Regions from separate parts of the Zea mays genome. Here region 1 is linked to region 2. Evidence: chromatin contacts called from public Hi-C data. All regions are on one chromosome and are shown on one strand. Each heading gives the region's core, a stretch centred on a gene start, on an enhancer-like site or on the middle of the called end of the contact. The rest is flanking DNA. Distances are from core to core; before and after follow the strand shown.

Evidence for each region. Hi-C and Micro-C count contacts between places; a contact is called where the count stands out from the background.
Region 1: a Hi-C map of tassel shows a contact between it and region 2, with 2.8 times the contacts expected there. The contact joins the promoter of LOC100275714 here to the promoter of LOC100194006 in region 2. A contact is called at or near these places in 4 of 25 Hi-C or Micro-C datasets (ear, leaf, root tip and 1 more).

What each region holds. Positions count from the first base shown.
Region 1 is chr6:166,228,076-166,231,479 of Zm-B73-REFERENCE-NAM-5.0, forward strand. LOC100275714 reads left to right here and starts at 2,146. Exons shown (of 2, transcript NM_001149739.1): 1 at 2,146-2,350; 2 at 2,758-3,404. The coding sequence starts at 2,279.
Region 2 is chr6:165,545,159-165,548,415 of Zm-B73-REFERENCE-NAM-5.0, forward strand. LOC100194006 (Acetyltransferase NSI) reads left to right here and starts at 1,417. Exons shown (of 8, transcript NM_001351953.1): 1 at 1,417-1,661; 2 at 1,752-1,837; 3 at 2,344-2,407; 4 at 2,952-3,138. The coding sequence starts at 1,624.

The sequences.
Region 1 (3,404 bases), core at 896-3,395, 680 kb after region 2:
CACTTCCTCCGTGTAGTCGCCGGTGAGCAGGTTGAGGCACAGGTAGAAGGCACGGGTTGGCCATTGGCCTGGAGGAGTCCATTCTGATGCTACGACGAAGGAGGCGGCGGAGACAGGCCGACGGTGGGCGTGGCACGATGCCGGGGAGGAGGCAGCTCGGCATCGGCGGATAGCGTACGCTCGCCTCCGGCCATTGCACCTGTTCAGCCACGTGGCTGTGACGGGCGCCGCCTCATACACTACTCGCTAGTTTGAGAGTCCAAAAATCAAAGGAGATTGAACCGGCTAAAATTTCCTTCTTATTTAAAATTAAATAAGAAGAGAATTTTAGTCCCTCCAACCATCTTCGGTTTTTGAACTCCCAAACTAGTCTTACAAGTTGTCACCCTCCCTATCGCCGTAAAGGAGGTGTTGTCACGAATGAAGAGCCTGCAATGAGTATGGAATCGTCTGCAACATGTATAGAACAAACGATGTATTTGAGACGACGTGGACGAGGACGAGTTAAATAGCCACTTGGAGTTAGACGCATTACTCCGTGTGTTCTTTTTATTTATCACATTTTAATTTAAAAATAAACATGCGGTCGATGAATATTGGAGAGTGCAGCTAGTACTATAATATATACCATGTGTTTGGTTTCGTGCAGAGGTTAAGCCCGGCGCACGAGAGCCTGGGCCGCCAGGTACGCCCGATATGATCTTCCCCACACATGCAGTCAAGAGCCCCTTTTTTAGCCTGTGCTGCATGGGCGGATGCAGCCCATGCCCCCTGCATACAGGTTAACAAAGAAAAGCCTACGCTTAGCCAATACATACGAAGGATCTGGCCAAGCGCGTCCACATAACAAAACACGCAGATAGAGTCTGAGCAAAACTAGCACACTGGAGTGTCCATGTGGCCCCGTTTTTTACTGGCCCCTCGATCTCATCCCGACGGTTCAGCTGCCTGCGGTGCGGGTGCTTGACTTTGTCCTACCGTTTACTTAGCAGAACACGTCCTCTTCGCTGTAGGAAGGAAAATGCATCGTATTCTTTGTGCTGCGTGACTACTATCCAGCTTCAGCAGGCCTCTTTGGGCTGCCTCTGTCGTGATGAGCTGCAACGAGTTCGCTGGCTCCCTGGTGGTGGCATCCATGTCGAACACTCGAACTCGACGTCCGCGATGAAGGACCTCAATTCCAAGAAGAGGAAGGCGACCACAGCGACAAGGGTGAAGGCAACCCCTCCACCATTCTAGCCTCTGGACCACATCGACCTGAGTGGAACCAAGGCGATGTTGTTGCACGCCGGGTGTGCGAACGCGACACCCGTGACGGCGCCGGACATCGCGTTACCGGTGAGATCACCTGTAGTGCGGAGAGTGCGGCCAGCGCCACGGCGCTCAGCGTCCCGAACAAAGAATTGCTGCAGGTCACAATAGACCAGACTACCAGAGCGACGATAGCAGCGACCCTGCCACAAGGAGCAGCGACCCACTAAGTAGATCAAACACATAGGACACACAGATATAATTTCGAAAACTCTTCAATGCGAATGGAAAAAATCATGGGTGCCGATCAGCAACAATCTCACCATTTTTCAGATGTTTACATATCACAGAAGATTTACAATTGAGATAACTATCTCCTACGACTTATAAGAATATTTATATCTGAGTAGTGAACACACGACAATATCTGAGAGAGTGTTGCGTGTAGGGCGAGGTCAGAGTTACAGGCATTTAGGGCGTGTTTGCGATCCTGTGCCGGGCCGGCTCGGCCCGTTCAACTGGTCCAGACTGAGGCTAGTCTGTTCCGGTTACTGTAACTCACTTTGTTTGTGCACTTGTACCGTATAAGCCTAGCTCAGACGAGCTGTTGTTTGTCACCCAGTAAATCATCGGACTAGAAGGCTAAAACTAACTAAACGTGGAAACCTTACACCATAAGCAGCCAGACTCCCAGGAAAACGGACATTGATCTCGTTTTTGTGGAGTCAGTCTAAGAGGTTAAATTTGTAGATGCACAGTCAGGCTCCCGAGCAAGTTAGACGACGCAAACACGAGAATTGTAGCCCGGAAGCGCAGCCAGGCCGGTGGGCCATGGCGGCAAACACGCACTTAATAAAAGTAGTATAGATTAGGTGCTGTCCGAAGCACACCTCACGGCACGGCTGACGGGCCTTTCCGTTCCGCCGCTCGCATTCTCCCAACCCTCACCAACGGCTAAATGCTTGGAGGTATATCGTCGAACACCTGACTTGCGTTGCGTGACAGCGCACCCCGAGACCCCGATAAGATGTGGCGGCTCTCTTCGGCCGCGGCGCTCCTCCGACGCTCGCTCGCCGCCACCGCGCGCCTCTCCGTTCCGGTACTGCCCTTATCTGCTTTACCCATTTTTTGTGATTTCAGCAAAAGAAATTCCGCCGCGGTGCTTGGTTAGCGCGGACCTGTCACGAATTCGAGAATCAAGTACAGCCTCACTTGAATCCAAGCACTTGCTAGAACGTGCGCTGCACGGCTAGATTACTACCTCGCTGAGGGGTTGATTGATTCCTTGCGATTTCAGCTCAGCGTGAATTAAGATTCCTGTGACGGATTATCTAGTAGACTTAGTGTCTTTTCTTAGCAACCAGGATCCGATCCTTGGTCCGGTTGTTGAACGTTTGAATAAGTTATTTCCTTTTTCTTTTTTTCACCTATGCTGTTTTTATTGTGGTAGCCGGTACTCAAAATGGTGAAATGATATCAGAAGTTTCATTTATTTTTTACATCCAGAGGTATTTGATGCGTGCCTTGCTCGTGGTACAGCCCACTGCACGCACTAATTCACCCATGGCTGTGCGTTGCCTACAACAGTGTGGTTCAGATAACACCGACGATGACAGGGTCATTCAGGCGTTTAAGCGGTGCTGCTCAACCAGTGCAAGCAGTGGTGTTTCAGATGCATCACCATGTGCTGCTTATGTCGAGAACCTCTGCAGATCTGGCAATCTTGTTGATGCTGTTCGTGTTCTTCGACATCTGCATGACGAGCAGATCCATGTCGGCCTGCACACCTTTAATATGTTACTGCAACACACAGCTGAAGCAAACATCTTTACTCTTTTTGCCAAGGTATTCAGGTACCTGCTGCTTTCAGAACTTACTCCTGATTCAACTTCATATATGAATGTTGCATTGGCCCTCCAGAAGTTGGATGACTGTGAAATGATACTCAAATTTGTAAGAGAAATTTTGGAAATCACACACTCTAGAGATGCTACAGTTATGAATCGCATTATCTTTGCCACAGCCAAATACGGACACATTGATAAAAGTTTGGTCATTTTCGAAGAGTTGAAGAAATATGAAACCAGCTTGGATGTTGTCACGTTCAACACTGTTTTGGACATGCTAGGGAAAGCTGGACGGGTGGACCAAAT
Region 2 (3,257 bases), core at 167-2,666:
AAAACATTTCTGATTCTCCTATTTGGCATGATCTGTTAAAAGTTAAAAAGTTTTATCTTATGGACAGACAAGTGCAAACTAAAAAAGGAGACAAAACCAGATTTTGGGAGGATAGTTGGCTAATGGATGACCCCCTCTGAAACGTTGTCCCTGATCTTTACGAGATCTGTGATGAAAAAGGCATTATGGTCCTCGAGATGCAAAGAAAAAGTTGGCAAACTGATTTCAGGAGATGGCTACAAGATGAGAACTTTAAAAAGTTGAATGATATTTACAATATGGTTCAGGGCTATACAATCATGTGGATGTGCACAATTTTGGGCCATATATGAAACATATATGGAAAAGTAAAATCCCTTAAAAAATTAAAGTTTTTATGTGGTTTCTGCAAAACAATCTTTTGTTAACCAAAGGTAATTTGACCCAAAAAAGTGGGTGGGCGACACCAATTTGTAGCTTTTGTGATCAGGTTGAACCAATCGATCATCTATTTTTTAGTTGTTCTGTCGCGAAAGTTATTTGGGGTCTGGTGGCCAATTGCATCAATGCAAAGACCATTTCTAGGGATATTGGTCAATGCTAGAGGTGGTTAAAAAGACGTATGCCGGGATTGGATAACATTCATATCGTTGAAGTCTCACCTGCTTGTTGGGCTATTTGGAAAGCGAGAAATAGAATGTGTTTGAAAATGACCTGATAAAATCCCCAAATGATATTGTGTGTCATGCAAGTGCGTTGATTTTATCTTGGGCAGGATTAAGCAAGAAGGAGCTCCAGGACTCCAACAAGGCGCCAAGCTGCTGGTAAGAGCGGCAAACACCAAGCTAGGGTACAAAGCTGATAGATAACAAGGAGAATGAGAGAATGGGAGAGTCTGAGGATTCGCAAGTAACCAACAGTGATGATCGCCTGCGTCAAGTTGTTCCTGTTTCTATGTTAGTTGGTTTTTACTGTCTGAAGGAAATTTTCTCTACCGTTATTCAGTCCTGAATCAAGTTCTGTATTCGTTGCTGAAAAACAGTTATCTGCCTAGTAGGTGTTTCGTTAAAACTTTCTTTCTGTGTCTGCGATGATGATGATCATCTGCAGGTTGAATGTTCCCTGTCATGTAATCTCTGTTCTGGTACCTTAAATTCTGTATTTCTGTTACGCAAAAAATAGAAATGGGGATACCCCTTATCGAAAAAAATACATAATAAAGTCTAGAAAAACCAAATTTTGTTATAAATAATTCGAAATAGAAGGAGTATATATTTTTTTAAAAGCTCTTATAGTCTACGAGCCTTTCCTAGTACTCGTATTCGGTCTTGGTCCAAGATGCAGGCTGACCTTACTTTTTTTTTCGTCCTTCCTGGCTGCACGCCCCTACCCAAAGGGCCCAGCCCAACAGGATCCTCGCAGAGTCTCAATCGAGAGACCCGCCCTTCGTCCAGGCTGCAGACCTTATCCACCAACCTCCGGTCCACGGTGACTGGCCGCAAGCTCCTCCTCTCCCGCAAACACCCACGCCCACTCCATTGCTCCTCTCCTCCAACATCGCTCACGCGGTCTCCTCTCCCCGCTCAGCTCCGCTCCGCTCCCGGAGACACGCAAGCTTCCCGTTCCCGGGAACGCGCACTAAAGATGCCTCCAGCCTTCGCCGCCGCACCTTCCTCCTCGATGTAAGCGTCTGAGCGCCGAACCACTGGCCCTCAAAGCCCTTGTACTTCTGTACTGCTGGTGCTTGTAAAATATGTGTATATATATTTCAGATGTGGCGTTCGCATCCCAACTGTGCGCCGTTTCGAAGCGCAAAGCACGGTTTCCACGCCCAGATTTATGCGTAATCGGGTGGCAGGTAAGGCACCGCTCCCCGCGTTGCAGTGCACCACATTATCAGAATTGCCAACGGTTAATAGTTGATAGTGCAGCCTTCAAGTTTCAGTTAGTTTATTTTCTGGATAGTGGGTATACAACCACAATTTTAAGCTAACAGTTGGGCCAAATACATGAGTGCCCTTTTTCGGTTCTCGCATTTTCTGTTGATATCTGGAAGCCTGCATTGGATCTGTCAGCGCCATTGCCACTATACCACCACACCTTTACCTTTTAAATAAAATCGCGCCATTTGTGAATTATTTTGTACACTTCAACAAGTGCAGAAAACAAAATCATGATAGTAATAGGTCAAAGCCTGTAGATTCTCAAGCTCAATGGAAAGTTAAACATGCAAACTGCTGATTGCTCATAGGCCTATTTATATTCATTATTATGTTTTCTATTACTTTTGTGGACTGTTCATAAAGCGTAGCTGTTTATTTGATAATTAGTAGCCCAACACCAACATCCACACTATTGTTGCAGCAAAAACACGGTCTACATCAGCTTGGTCCTTGAAGGCTGGCTTGTGGGATTCTCTCAGATCTGGGTAAAGTACATTGTCTGCACTTGCAAACACTTCATTTCTATGATTTCTTTAGGTTTTATGTTATCTATACCTTGACATGCATCTACTGGTGTAAATAAACTTCTCCTTGTTACAAATTCTTGCCTTAGCAGAAAAGGCTAAAACAGTTTATTCCCATGATGTCGGGATAAAGTAAGAAAAGTTGAACAGGTAGGGATTTGCTCCTTGCTAATTTTAAGCCCGAGAAACATATAAATATGTAGTAGTGGGATCATATCATGTATGAACAAAGGTTTTTTTTTTACTTTTGGAGACTTTGAATCTTGTAGCAACAGCCAACAGGGGTTTGATGAAATTGTTTGTTTTCGGTATGAAACTCTAGTTATTTCCCTTTGACTAACAATGATATCTCCCAGCCTTTTGGCAGGCATAAAGCCTGAAACCACACAATTTTTAGTCATGTTTTACAATCTTGGAATTTCATTTGTGACATTCAATAGTGTTGCATACATGCCTTTGGTTTTCAATCTTATGGACAAAAAAATGGAAATGCATTTGTTTTCAGCCTTTTGAAGAATAATAGCAGTACAGAGACAGTAGAGCCACCACCAGCACCACTTGAAGTGGAAGAGCCTTTGCCTGTGGAAATAGTACTCCTAGAAAGAACACTACCTGATGGAAGCACAGAACAAATTTTATTTTCTTCAGCCGGAGATGTTGATGTATATGATCTCCAAGCCTTATGCAATAAGGTGACCTTTCATCAATCCCGATATTTCTCAGTATTATGTAGTCAATGAACTTAATGCTTCTTCTCTTAACAAATATAATTTGTTTTGAATATTGATCCACATAACAAACATGTTTGTTT